Linked DNA regions of Macaca mulatta: region 2 is linked to region 1. The links are chromatin contacts, called in public Hi-C maps. All regions are on one chromosome and are shown on one strand. The core of a region is the stretch at or near the end of the contact, and the rest is flanking DNA. Distances in the headings are between cores, read along the strand shown. Region 1 holds the start of RBFA (ribosome binding factor A). Region 2 holds the start of TXNL4A (thioredoxin like 4A).

Evidence for each region. A called contact is a pair of places that touch in the nucleus more often than the background predicts.
Region 2: a contact with region 1 is called in a Hi-C map of blood, with 4 times the contacts expected there. The contact joins the promoter of TXNL4A here to the promoter of RBFA in region 1. A contact is called at or near these places in 3 of 14 Hi-C or Micro-C datasets (blood, fetal cortex germinal zone and fetal cortical plate).

Annotation. Positions count from the first base shown.
Region 1 is chr18:986,361-993,742 of T2T-MMU8v2.0, reverse strand. RBFA (ribosome binding factor A) reads left to right here and starts at 4,015. Exons shown (of 6, transcript XM_028837907.2): 1 at 4,015-4,207; 2 at 6,192-6,234; 3 at 6,862-7,038. The coding sequence starts at 4,050. LOC106994592 (a long non-coding RNA gene) reads right to left here and starts at 3,518. Exons shown (of 4, transcript XR_013408188.1): 1 at 3,100-3,518; 2 at 2,460-2,569.
Region 2 is chr18:1,022,165-1,029,546 of T2T-MMU8v2.0, reverse strand. TXNL4A (thioredoxin like 4A) reads right to left here and starts at 4,253. Exons shown (of 3, transcript NM_001260866.1): 1 at 4,047-4,253. The coding sequence starts at 4,199. It overlaps LOC106994592 (a long non-coding RNA gene), which reads right to left. Exons shown (of 4, transcript XR_013408188.1): 4 at 6,444-7,382.

The sequences.
Region 1 (7,382 bases), core at 2,766-5,265:
TTGTGGACTGCTTAAACCCAAGACACAGGACCAGGCCTGTACACAAAGAAATGCCTATGTTTACTGTACAATAACCATTACAATTATTGTCCTAGATATACCGTCATCTGCTGTCCAATAAAGAACAAGGCACTTGCCTTGTCTGATTTAACACCCTTTAGTAACTAAGATTAATTTCAAAACCTTGTTATTAATCATGTATCCCTTCACCTTCTTGCCACTGCCGCCCACGAAACAAACCGATTTCTACAACGGGCTCAGGATTCTGCAGACAGATTACATAACACCTGCTGGATATGTGGACTCACGCCTCTTTCCGGTGGCTCCAGCCTCCCATAGTGGGTATCCTCCTTCCAAGGTCAGGACTGGATAGAATACCAAAAATTTATTACATCACAAACACAGTCTGGTATTCCTTGTGCTGGCATAACAAAAGACAATATATATAGTCGGCCCATTAAAAAAACTCTTGGCCAGGCGCAGTGTCTCACGCCTGTAATCCCAGCACTTTAGGAGGCCGAGGCAGGTGGATCATTTGAGATCAGGAGTTTCACACCAGGCCTGGCAAACGTGGTGAAACCCCGACTCTACTAAAAATACAAAAATTAGCCAGGTGTGGTGGCATACGCCTGTAATCCCAGCTACTTGGCAGGCTGAGGCAGAAGAATTGCTTGAACCCGGGAGTTGGAGGTTGCAGTGAGCCAAGATCATGCCACTGCACTCCAGCCTGGGCGATGGAGTGAGACTCCATGTCAAAATAAAAGAATAAATAAAAACACTCTTAAGAACAAGGGACATGGGAAAAGTTTTTCAATGGAAAGGACCAGCTCATTAGCTCTCACTTTAGCATTTCCCCAATTAAAAGTGGTGACCATGCCCCAAACAATGGCCTTTTCAAAATGGAATAATGCAAACTTGGGATGGATTTATCTGGTTCACCCCTTCGTTTGGCCAACCCAGCCAAAATGCTCCTTTTTGCTGGTAGCAAAGAAATCCCACCCAAGACCTGTGGCCAAACAGTAGGAAGAGATATGTGGTGGACAGCAGGAGAAATGTTGTGACTACATTACCATATTACGAGACACTGCCTAGCATACCACCGACTGGGTGCAGCAACCAAGTATTTACTGGCTAGCTCCAAATGGGACATATTGGCTATCTGGCACTAATTTATGGCCGTGGTCACCTCCAGGGTGGTTGAGACGATGCTCCCTAGGTTATGCTTGGGCACAAGGATGAGTAATGCAGACCCTGCCAAAAACAGCAAACCTTTTTCATTTACAATCTCACTGGACACATTCAGTATTCCAACAGTATGATCATTTAACTTCAAGCTTTGTACCACAGATCGCTATTGAAGATGTTATATGGGATACAGAAGCCTTAACAAATTGCACCCAAAAGGCCCTAAACGATGGGGTCATGCTTATGAGGAAAGCTGTGCTGCAAAATCATATGGCTTTAGATATGTTTAACAGCAGCACAAGGGGGCACATGCACCATCATAACAACGGAATGTTGTGTGTATATTCCAGATATCGAAGAACATAACCCGGCTTATGACTGATGTGAAAACCCAGATAATCAACCTGTCAGATCCAAAACCCTCACTGATTGGTTGAGTAGTTGGTTTGGATTCTGGGGAACTTGGTACTTATAAGAATAATTTCTGATCTGTCCTGTTTTTGCTTATAATGTTGTTACGGTATATGTTTGCAAATAAGCCCACGTGTAGCTGAAAGGGCTAGGATAATGATTGCCCAGAGAATTGCTGTAGTTGAGGAGGTAGTAATATAGCCTGACCCAGCTTCCAGTTTTGCCCTCCTTTTGTTGCTATAGGTCTGGCCTAGGTCCCTATACATTTTTCTTTTTTTCCTCTTTCTTTTTTCCTTTTCTCTCTGTTTTTTATCTTCGTGGGATGTGACCTCCTAGGAATGAGCATTCCTAGTGATGTAGGACCTGAACTTCTAGGAATAAACCATCCTAGCAACGACAAACCAGCAGGTGGGAAAAAAGGAGGAAGCAACAACCTGAGGCCAGAAACCCAATTCGTTTTTAAAATGCTTTTCTCCAAAAGATTTTAAAGAAAAAAAGGGGGGAAATGTGAAAGGAAATTAAATTTTGGGACCCCAAACTCATTTAGCCAAAGGGAAAAGTCAAGCTGGGAACTGGGTCACGCAAACCTACCTGCCTCCTCCTTTTGGTTCCTAAATAAGATGGCTACAAGATGAAAGGCTACACGCCTCCCCCATATTTTGCCCACAAGGAGATTCCTGGTGAGCTGTTCAAATTTCACCATGGTGGCCGGGCGCTGTGGCTCACGCCTGTAATCCCAGCACTTTGGCAGGCCGGGGCGGGTGGATCACTTGAGATCAGGAGTTTGAGACCAGCTTGGCCAACATGGGGAAACCCCGTCTCTACTAAAAACACAAATATTAGCAGGGTGTGGTGGCACTCACCTGGAATCCCAGCTACTCAGGAGGCTGAGGCAGGAGAACTGTTTGAACCCGGAAGGTGGAGGTTGCAGTGAGCGGACATCACGCCCTCCAGCCTGGGCGACAGAGGGAGACTCCATTTCAAAAAAATAAAAACAAAAATAAAACGTAACCATGGCAATGCAAATTGATAGCTTATTTTTACAGGTGCAGTCACCCTAGCCCATCTGATTGTTCCCCTACCCCACTTTGTCTGCGTTATCTTACGTAAAATGCAGATTCCCCACATTTCTCCTCTGCCCCCTTTTGTTTGTGAAAAATCTATGCTTCTCAATACTCCGCCCTTTCCCCTTTAAATCTGAAGCCCTCAAAATCTTATCTTTGGAGAAAGGCATAGACGTGTCTCCTGGGTGCATCCTTAACTTTGGCAAATAAATCTCCTAAAATGATTAGAGGCTTGTCTTGTCGTTTTCTTCCATTGACAATATATACACACATACATACAATAGATACACACATACACGTACATACATACACACATACGCACACATACACATGCACACCTCCACACGCGCCCACACATACACGCAGACGTGTCTCACACCACAGCAGACGCCTCGGGACGTCACGGCCCACACATCCCCAACGCTGCGGTCGCGCTCACTTCTCTGTCCACACCCGCGGGGAGCAGCTTCCCCGCTAGGCCACGCTGACTCCGGGGAAGCGGGCGGGGCGAAACCACTTCTGGGGAGGACGCCCAATCTGGGGTTTTTCTCTGGGTGCCCGGGGAGGAGGCGGCGCAGGAGCAAAGACCTGGAGGGCCCAGGGGCGGAAACATGGACGCCTCGCAGCCTCCCGCCGACAGCGGCCCTGCCCAGGTCTCCAGGCTTCGATGCCTTCGTTGCTTTGTGCAGAGAACCCGACTACGTCAGTTCCCAGCATTTAAACAAAACGCGTTCCCTAGCTCCGCAGTGCCAGGAAACCCAGCGGTTCCCGCGCTTCCCCACGGCGCACACCCTCCGCGCCGCCCTTGAGGCCTCCCCACGCCCCGCTCCCGCCGGCCCCGCCTCGCGCCCCGCCCCCTTTGCCGCCCGCCCCCTGTCTCCCGTCTAGCACTTGTCGCCCCGCCCCACGCCGTCCCCCGCCCGCACACTGCCCACCTGGGGTTGTCTTCACGCCCCCCGACACGCCGCCCGCCTCGCTCCGGTGGTCGCCCACCTCACGCAGTCCTTCTCGCTTCAGTCTTCGCCCCGCCCATTCACCGCCCGCCTCGCGTCCGTCTTCGCCCCGCCCACCTGCCGCCCGCCTCCGGCCTTCGCCCCGCCCACCTACCGCCAGCCTCCGGCCTTCGCCCCTCCGCCGCCGTAGCCCCGCCCGCCATGTACCCAGGCTTCACCCCGCCCCGGGCTGTGGCCCCGCCCACACGCCGTCTACTTCGCGTCTGTCCTCGCCCTGCCCTGCGCCATCGCCCCGCCCACACGCCGCCTGCCCGGCGTATGTCGTCCTTGCGCTCCGCGCCGTCGCCCCGCCCACACGCCGCCAGCCTCGCGTCTGTCGTCGCTCCGCGCCTGCGCCCGTTGTCTCCCTGGTTGCGCCGGGTCTTCGCGCCGCGCCATGTGGGCTGTGGCGGGCGGGCTGTGGGGCTCCCGCGCGGGTCTCCGGGGCCTGCTCCGTAGCCGGGATGCTGCACTCCTTCCGGGCTGCGCGCGGGGAGTGCACGGCTCTGCTGTCTTCTGCAAGAACTGGCTCAAGAAATTTGCCTCGAAAACCAAGTAATGCGGCGGGGTTTGGTGTCCTCGGGCGCGGTGTTCCCTGGGGGGCGGTGTCCCCGGGTTGCGGTGTCCGCCCACCCGCGTTCTTGCGCCCACGCGGCTTGGGTCGCCAGTTCCTGACTCCTGGGGTCTGCAGCAGTTCAGCTCTCACTGTCAACATTCGCAGTTTTTCTGTTCGTGGACGTGTGTCGGGTTAAAAAAACAAAGTGACAATGTGTGTTTATTTTTATTCTTGTCACCGGACGTATTTTTCAGGAGATTAGTTTCAGGAAATGAGGAAAAATGAAAAAATATAAGAATTTCGTTGCTAATGTTGACTTTCTGTGTGGAGTTAATTTGAAGACTAAAGCTTGTCATGGTAATTAGTATGTTTAAATGATGAAAGATAAGTACAATAAAATATAATGGCTTTTCACGCTGCTTTTAGTTCTTCTAAGTATGGTAGATGGGTGTATGTTTTCTACTTTAATACACTACTTTTAAGACAGTTTTAGACCCTGCAGAAAATTGCAAAAATAGTACCGAGATCATGTGTCCTGGCACCCAGCTCCCCCTGTATTAACGTCGGACTTTAGCTTCTCCAGCCGATATTGATAGATTGTTGCTAACTGAAGCCTGTACTTTATTCACTTTTCCTTGGTTCTGCGTGCCGTCCCTTGCTGTCCCAGGTCCCCACCCAAGGTCCACGTTACATTGAATTGTCTTGTTTCCTTAGGCTGGAGTAGTGTCCCAGACTGTCCCTGTTTTTGATGGCTGTGCCAGTTTGGAGGGGTACTGGTCAGGTGCTTTGCAGGATGCCCCTCTGTTGGAATGTGCCTGTTTTTTTTAATGCTTAGATGTGGATTATGGATTTTGGGGAGGAAGACTGGAGGTAAAGGCCATTCTCATCGCACCGTATCCAGGGTCCACGTTGGCCGTGATCCCCTGCGTGAGGTGCTTGCCAGGTTTCTCTACCTTAAAGTTACTCTTTTTGCCCCCTTACTGTACTCTAGGAGAACGTCGCTGTGTGCAGCCCATGCCTAAGGAGTGGGGAATTTTGTCCTAAGTGATTTGCATTCTGCAGAGAGGATGTGTCTCTTCACCCCATTTATTAATTAATTCATATCACCAAGAACTCGTGGGTTATAATCCTGTGTTACTTAGTTTTGTTCAAATGTTTCCAGCTCTGGCCCTTAGCAGCTCTCTAAGCTCCTATGTGCTGTTACCATACCCTTGTCATTATGGCATTTTGCTGGGTTTTTGTGTGTGTTAAACACTTACCTGCTTTCTGGCACTACAAGATGCTCCAGGCTCATCTTGTGTGTTTCCTACCGCAGCCCTAAAATCAGCCATTTCTCCAAGGAGCCCTCGTTCCTTTTATTGGAGAGAGAGATTAGAAACCATGGGTGCTGGGTGTGTTCATTGCTTCTGGGGTGTCTGTCTTTAGGCCATCTCGTCTGATGAAAGGATATATGTGTTCCTGTTCACCCTCGTGTAAATATGCACCTATAAACATTTTTATGTATAACCATCTGTCTCCAACTCCAGAACCTACTGTGTGGATCATTCTAGCCTCCCCTCCTTGCTTATCTGTAAGTCCCACTCCAGTAGTGAGCGTGACTGCCACCTTTCATTTGCTTAATTGTTCAGTCTCAGTCTATGCCTGTGACAGCATCCGAATCCTTTACCTGAACTTCCATGGGAAACGTCTTGATCAATTAGAGTACAGTGTTTCTGTGCAGTTTGGTGGGTGTCTTTCCCTCAAACCTTGGGACTAGAAGTAGAATTTAGGTGAGAATATGAGGTTGAATTAAAACCATCTTCAGCCTCTTCCCCACAACCCATGTTGTTGTCAATTAAATACTGAAATTTTTTAAGATGGACAGTAACATAACGTCTAAGTTTAGCCCCTTACAAACAGTTATGGTATCATAACCTCTTAAATTAGCTTATGTAACTTTTTGACTTTGCCATCACTAACATAATGCTTATTTTCTCCCCAAAGAAAAAAGTTTTGGTATGAAGGTCCTTCCTTGGGCTCTCACTTGGTGAGTATAAACCATGAGCCACTTTATAATCTTGATGGGAGTGAAGGTTTAAAAGTTGGCAAAATTCTCACCTGGAGGTCTTTCCGTTTCTGTATTGGAGGGGACAGTGTCTGTGTGGATGCGACTGCATGCCATTGGCAACATGGAGTTTTTACCTTTTCCAAAAAAAAAAAAAAGTACCGACATTAATGTTCTCCAGAAAGTCGTATCTTTTATCAAATTATAATATGGTAGTATCCATTTAGTTTTTAGTGTGTGTACCATAGAAGTTTATGCAATATATGGCTCCCATTCTGAAAAATAAATACATCACTTATACTAAAAATTACTGAATTATTCCCTTTGGCAGGGTGAACTTTATGGTATGTGAATTATATCTCAACAAAAACTTTTTTTGAGAAAATATTTACTTGCAGTACTTTTAATCTTGGAGGGTTACCAGGTAAAAATCTAAAAGGATCCCGGTTTATCCAACTTTATCTTAATGAAAGCTGAGGCAGCTAAGAGTGATAGCCGCTCATCCAGCTGAGAGGCTGCCCGTCCAGCCCTCCCCAGCCCCTGTCGTGTGAGTTGGTGAGTTTGGAGTTGTAACGCTGACCTTGGGGTGTGCTCTTGTTCTTGATGGAGACTTACAAACCATCCAAGTTGGAATTCCTCATGAAGACCACCTCAAAGAAAACCAGGAAGGAAGACCATGTGCGCGTGAGGGCCCTGAACGGTCTCCTCTATAAGGCACTGACAGACCTGCTGTGCACCCCGGAAGTGAGTCAGGAGCTGTATGACCTTAACGTGGAGCTTTCCAAGGTAGGCTACGTGGCTAAAGAGAAGAAATGGGTTGAGACAGCAGGCCTGGCACTCACTTTACCTGGCCCAGTCTTGCCTGACAATTGAAAAAAGACGCTTTAGGCTGGGCGCGGTGGCGCACGCCTGTAATCCCAGCACTTTGGGAGGCCTAGACGGGTGGATCATGAGGTCAGGAGATTAAGACCATCCTGGCTAATACAGTAAAACCCCGTCTCTACTAAGAATACAAAAAATTAGCCCGGCGTGGTGGCGGCACCTGTAGTCCCAGTTACTCGGGAGGCTGAGGCTTGAACCCGGGAGGCGGAGGTTGCTGTGAGCCGAGACCGCGCCACTGCACTCCAGCC
Region 2 (7,382 bases), core at 3,004-5,503, 36 kb before region 1:
AATCCCACTACAACCCTATGAGTTACACACGAGTATCCCCTTTACACACGTAAGGCGACACGCAGAGCCAAGTTCGTAACGCTCATGCAGTTATGAAGTGCCAAGAGCCTAGCTAGAGTCTGCACCCTCAGCCACCGCTCATTACTACCCCTCATACTTTGTTGCTAGCTACAAGGCTGTTTTTTATCCAGAGACAAAAATCCAGAGGAAACACCAAAAATGTCCATTCTGTTAGTTTCTACAAGATTCCTCATCTAGCTGAGTGTTGACTCTCACTGGTTCAATGGGCATTCTGTGATCCTTAATGTGATACTTAAGATAGACCCCCTAATATGGCTCCTATGAAGTTCCATAAATATATATCTGCCTTATACACAATTTATTTGAATATACTATCATGGGCCAGGCATGGTGGCTCACACTTGTAATCCCAGAATTTTGGGAGGCCGAGGTGACTGGCTCACTTGAGGCCAGTAGTTTGAGACCAGCCTGGCCAATATGGCAAGACCCCATCTCTACTAAAAATACAAAAATTAGCAGGGCGTGGTGGTGGTGCAGGCTTGTAGTCCCAGCTACTCGGGAGGCTGAGGTTGCAGTGAGCCGAGATCGTGCCACTGCACTCCAGCCTGGACAACACAAGAAGACTCTTGTTTCAAAAAAAAAAAAAGTACTATCATGAGTCAATAATATTACTGAGGAATTTTTTTGTTTTGTTTTTAGAGATGGGGTCTCGCTCTGTCACCCAGGGTGGAGTGCAATGGCACGATGATAGCTTACCGCAGCCTTGACCTCCTGAGCTCATCTCCCATCTGAGCTTCCTGAGTAGCTGGGGTTATAGGCACTTGCCACAGTGCCCAGCTCACTGACGCTACTTTAAACTCTATCTGCGTGGGCTTTTTAACACAAAACTTAAATATCCCATTCAGTCTTCTCACCCATCATGGGATTTAGGTGACAGTGAACCCCAAAGCACTGCTGTGACAGTGTCCCTACAAAATGGAAAGACAGCTCAAAGGTACACGAAATTGTCTGGCTTCAAAACTGCATAATATCAGCTGCTAAATAGAAAACTCTTTTTTTTTTTTGAGACAAGGTCTCGCTCTGTCACCCAGGCTGGCATGCAGTGGCGCAATCATAGCTTGTCACAGCCTCGAACTCCTGGACTCATACCCTTCCGTCTTGCCCTACCGAGTAGCTGAGACCACAGGCGCAGGCCACCACGCCCAGCTAATGTTTGCACTTTTTGTACAGACAAGGTTTCACCATGTTGCCCAGGCTGTTCTCAAACTCCTGGGCTCAAGGGAACCACCCACCTCGGCCTCCCAAAGTGCTGGGACCACAGGCGTGCGACACAGTGCCCAGCTGAAAACTTTATTATTATCACTTTATCAAATGAATTGCCCCACACTTATTAGCAAACTGTAGGCACCTGTGAAATATTTAAGTGTAGCTCTGTTTCCAGACTAACTTTCTTCCTGAAGTTCACAGCTCAGCTCTAACCCAGCATGAGGCCAGTGGGCCTTGTGGAAGCAGCAGATCAATACAACACATCCAGGAAAAAATCGTATCAAGTCCAGCCGAACATCTGCAACTGTTACTCACTTTAAAACAGCTGGGACATCGACAGGACTCTTAACAAGATAAGGAAGATTCTCCATTATCTGCCATTTCTGCACAGGGAAATTTTTAAATAGTTATATTGTTCTTTATACTAAAATCTTACATTTCAAAAATTTCTGTTGAGTTTCCCCAAAAGAGCTTCCAGAATTAGAAAGTCATATTTTGCCCATATACTAAGAAGAAAATAAAACACGAATAGTCTTTTAATGCATTTCAGGTTTGCACTTATTTTTGGAGACAGGGTCTCACTCCTGTTGCCCAGGCTGGAGTTCAGTGGTATAATCATGGCTCACTGCAGCCTTGACTTCCCGGGCTCAGGTGATTCTCCCACCTCAGCCTCCCAAGTAGCTGGGACTACAGGCATGTGCCACCACGTCTGGCATTTGTACTTTTAGTAGAGAACGGGTTTCACCATATTGTCCAGGCTGGTCTCGAATTCCTGGGCTCAAGTGATCTGCCTACACTAGCCTCCCAACCAAAGTGCTGGGATTACAGATATGAACCACCGTGCCTGGCCTAGGTTTGCGCTTTTAATAATTATACTATAATATTTGCATTAAAAGTTTATTAATAAAGCAATCCAAATTTTTGGACAGAAACAAAAATCAAACTATTTTAAAAGACCAAAAAAAAAAAAAAAATACCCCAAAGTGAGCCCATTTCAACTGTCCTTAAGTGTGTGTCCACTAGTGATACAGTGATTCATTCTGTAATAACAAAGAAATCGGACATAAAGGAATTGGAAAAAAAGAGCAAATCTGGCAAAGACCCTAACACTTACATTAACACATAAAATCTGTTTCCTAGCTAAGAGCATCTTGCTGAGCTCTGCCTGGATGTGATGAGACAAAGGCCCTCACATCGCCAGCCATCCTAGCCTCGAGCTGCCGGCAGCAGGATCTGAACACCAGCTGATGTTTATGCCACCACCTGCAAGGTAGAACAGTGAAAGATTCTAGAACTCGTAACTCAAAGTCAGTGATTTACAAGCAGTGATTTACTTATTGGGAAACTGCTCTTCGTCAATTCTTCGCTGGATTTCCAGTATCTGCCCTTGTCCACTACAAGTCAAGCAATGAAAAGCTGATGTGCTGGCACTGCCTCACTCATCATCTCTAATCCCTGGCTGGCAGAAGCCCCAGTGTGAGAGAACTGCTGCTCTCCTGATTCCCTAGGCAGCTCCTCAAGTCCTCAGTGTCCTGCTGTCCAAGAGGAAGAGGCTGGGAGATGGCTGGTAATAAAGCACTCCGCCTCTGTCCCTGACCCCCATGGAAGGGTTTCTGAGTGTGTGGTTCAAGGTCAGGTCACATCAGAATTCCCTGAGGGGCTTCTTTAAAAAGCCATTGCTGGACTTCACCCCACACCCATAGACTCAGAATCACAGATGCATTTTAGTAAGCACTCCAAGAGATTCTTGTAATAACTAAAATATAACAACAGTTCCTAACATCACACCTCTCCTACTAAATAAGAAATAGCAAGAATTAATAAATGGCAGGCCAGACAGTCTTTCCTTTCCTCAATATAAAATGTCTTTATATCTGTTACTCTTTACTCAAAGGAGTTATTTTAACCCAGCCTACTTTAGCATCTGTGAAAGAAAAGATAGCTTCAATGTTACTTTTACTCTTCATCAAAATGAATAACCGCTCAAATTACTTACGGAAAATTAATATGGCAAATATTTTATTAACACCCTAGTATTTGTGCCCTTTGCCCTATTGCTACAGCTGCAAAACCTAAATAAACGCCATCCTAAAATTGCTGTGAGGAACCACAGAAAAAGAATGAAACCTGGTTATAGTGTCCCACAACTTTTATTGTCAGCAAGTAAGTGCCAAGGCCACTCAATGTACTAATATTAGAAATTCAGAAAACTAGTTCCAACAAAGCATAGTTCTATTTTCTCCCGATGTTTTCTGCATCTTAATCACTCTAAGCTATAAATCACATGACTTACAAAAAGCGCGGTGGAAGAAAACACCAACAGAAAAACAGGATTTCTTATGCTATTAACATGAAAGTTCTGCTTTACACATACAACAAACAAACAGGGCACCAGAAAAGGGCATCCTTTTAAATTAAGGATCTGCGCTCTCAAAACCTGCAAGTGTTACTTTGTTCACTGCACTGTAAGATTGGGAAAAACGCCTTACCAACAGAAATAATGAATTCCTTCGAGGGGAGGGGGATCATAAACCCTTTAAAACGTGAACAACTACAGGAGCTCCCTGCAGAAAAAGGCGCGAAACGCCGGCACAGTCCCCGAGAGCGCTCGCCCGCAGCGCGGGAAGGAATCGCCCGGACAACCGCGCCGCGGCCCCTCCTCGGGGAACGGCTCGCGCCCCCAGGCGAGGCCGGCGGGGCAGAGGCGCGGGGCCGCTGCGGAAGCACAGCCAGCAGGGCGGGAGGGCCCGGCGCGCTACCTTCTCGGCGATGCTGTATAGGACCTCGTCCATCTTCATGCAGGTGGGGTCCCAGTCGTGGCCGAAGCGGATGACGACCACGCGGTCCTCCTCGGAGAGAATGGCCTGGTCCACCTGCCAGCCGTTGTGCAGGTGCGGGAGCATGTACGACATGGCGACCCGCGCGCTCGCCGCCGCCCGAGGCCGGGCGCCAGGGAGGGCCCAGCGAGGTGGTGGGCTCAGCCGGCCCCTCACTCCGCGGCCCCCGCCGCCCCCGGGCCCACAGCCGAAACCCGGTCCCACCCACACCCGCAAGCTCCGCTGGCACTGCCGCCGGGCGGAACCTCTGGGCGCGCACGCACCGACGCCGTGCGTGCTGACGTCATGCGCACGGGCTGGCGCCGTGCGTGCTGACGTCACGCGCGTACAGACGCCGCGCTAGCTTGTCGTTGGCCGGCGGGAGCGGCGGCGACCTGGCCACGGTGGAGCGCGGTTGGTGCCCTCCTAGCCGGCGTCGGAGTGGGGGTTCCTCCCCAGCGTCCAGGCGGCCTGGTGGTCCTGAGAAGCCCCGGGCTCGCCGTGCCCTGCCCCGACGCACCCGCCCCGAGGCCGCCCGCCGCCGCCCGGGCTGTCCTCCAGCCACGGATGGGGACGTCTTCAGAAAGGCCCGGCATGCCCGGCACTGCGGCTCGTTTTTTTCCTTTCTGGTGTCTGTTTCGGGTCATCGTTTGTGCTGTGTGTTAGCGAGACGGTTCGTGTGTGTCATTTGTGAAACTTGACCATAAAAATGTGTCGTTGTTGCCATACCCAGCCACGGCAGAGCCGAGCAGCGGGGTGGGGGGAAGCACTGGGCAGGCCGTCCTTGAGGAATGTCACCGTCAGGCCGGCTGCTGAGCTGCCTGTTGTAACCCGAAACCAGAGTTTTTGTCTTTTTATAAAGAAAAAAAATTTTTTTTGAGACGTTGTCTCGTTCTGTCGCGCAGGCTGGAGTGCAGTGGCGTGATCTCGGCCCACTGCAGCCCCCGCCTCCCGGGTTCAAGCGCTTCTCCTGCCTCAGCCTCCCCGTAAGCTGGGACTACAGGCGCCAGCCCGGCTAGTTTTTTTGTACTTAGTAGAGACGGGGTTTAACCATGTTGGCCAGGCTGGTTTCGAACCCCTGACCTCAAGTGATCCGCCCGCTTCGGCCTCCCAAAGCGCTGAAATTACTGGAGGAAGCCACCGCGCCCGACCTGAAGCCAGTTTTATTGCATAGCTTCAGCATAACTTGCACCTCCAGGACTGATCTGGCTCCCCCGGCTTCGCTCCCCAGACCCTTACTGGTGCCTATGAACTTTCTCCAAGAGAAATAATATTTCTCTTTTTAAAATAAAACCTCTAATCTCTGTTCTTCTGAGAGAGCACTTTGGGTTCATGTTAGAGACTCCCCCTGGTTTGCAAACTGACATTGACAGTAAAACTCTTGTCTACTATCCAGCCATCCTGGTGGTCCTTTGGATGACAAATTGACAACAAATCATGCCCGGGCGCGGTGGCTCAGGCCTGTAATCCCGGCACTTTGGGAAGCCGAGGCCGGTGGATCGCCTGTGGTCGGGAGTTTAAGACCAGTCTGACCAACATGGTGAAACCCCGTCTCTACTAAAAATACAAAAAAATTACCCGGGCGTGGTGCCGCGCGCCTATAATCCCAGCTACTCGGGAGGCTGAGGCAGGAGAATCGCTTGAACCCGGGGGATGGAGGTTGCAGTGAGCTGAGATCGCAGCACTTCACTCTAGCCTGGGTGACAGTGAGACTCCATCTCAAAAACAATGACAACAAAAAATCACTATGCAGATGCTGTGGTGTCTCTCAGATGGGCTGTGGCATAGTGAGAACTGCAGTCTGAGGAGCCTGCTGGCCTGGGGATTGAAATGGGTTCCGTGTTTGGTTTCCTCTGGGACACAGCACCATAAGGTGCTTTGATAATATGCACCCACAATTTAAATAGAATCACAAGTGCAGCTCACTGCCAGGTTAAACTTTTTACATAATACAGAATAGTTCCCAATTATATACGAAATGCTTTCTTGTAATGAAACAAGAATTTCAGGTTGGTAGGATATTAGAGATCATCTAAATCTCTTTCATTTTATAATTAAGTAAAGCAGAGAGGCACAGAATATAAGCATAGTGGTTAACAGTGAGGGTTTTAGTTACATAACGGTGTGTTCAGGTTCATCTGTGCCTTGCATAAGTTACCTCAATAAACTTCAGTTTCCTCATCCGTGAGATGGGATGAAAAAACAAAATATCCTGTACTTCATTGGCACAAGGTACACGCCAGAGAAATCTGAGCCCTTATTAAGGTCAGGCTATTGACTTCTAAAAAATTCCTTACCGTCATTTTGGAAGTCACTCATGTCAGATATAAACACAGTTGCTTAACACATCACAAGCATTTTATTCACAGGAAAGTTGTTCCAAGCTAAGGCATAAGATGCAGATGTTCCCAAATAATTTATTGAAACTCATTTTTTATTGTTATTTATAACAAGATTTATCACCTTAATTTTTAAGGACATTAAGTATATTCATACTATGCAACCATCATCACTCTCCATCTCCAGATAAATCTTTTCTTCAATAAAAGTTTTTGTTGAGATCTAATCCATGTACTATAAAATTCACCAATTTAAGGTGAGGTGGTTTTTCAGTGTTGTGGAACCAATACCACAATCTAATTTTAGGAGAATGTTATCATCCCGAAAAGAAACCCTATACCCATAAACAGTCATTTCCCACTTCCATTCCCTCAGCCCCTCGCAGCCACCAATCTGTTTTCTGCCTCTATAGATTTATCTGTTCTAGACGTTTCATATGGATGGAAACACAAAACATGGAGTCATTTGTGACTGCTTTCATGTAACAATGTTCTCAAGGTCCACATTATAGCAGACAACAGCAGCTAGTTCTTTTTTATTGCTGATGAATATTTCATTAAATAAAACAAAAACTATTCCATTATATGGATATACTACATTTTATCCATCAGTTGACATTTGGGTTGTTTGCATTTTTTGACTATTATGAGTGATGCTGCTATGAACATTCATGTACAAGGTTTTGTGTGGACTTCAGTTTTCATGTGGTAACTGTTTAACATTTTTAAATATTGCCAAATTGTTTTCCAAAGTGGCTACACCATTTTACATTCTCACCAGCAATGTATGAGGGTTTCAATTTTTCCACATTCTTGCCCTTGTTATTTATGTACCTTGTGAACCCGAAAATCTGAGACAGGTCTCAATTTAGAAAGTTTATTTTTCCAAGGTTGAGGATGCACCAGTGACACTGCCCCCAGGAGGTCCTGATAACATGCA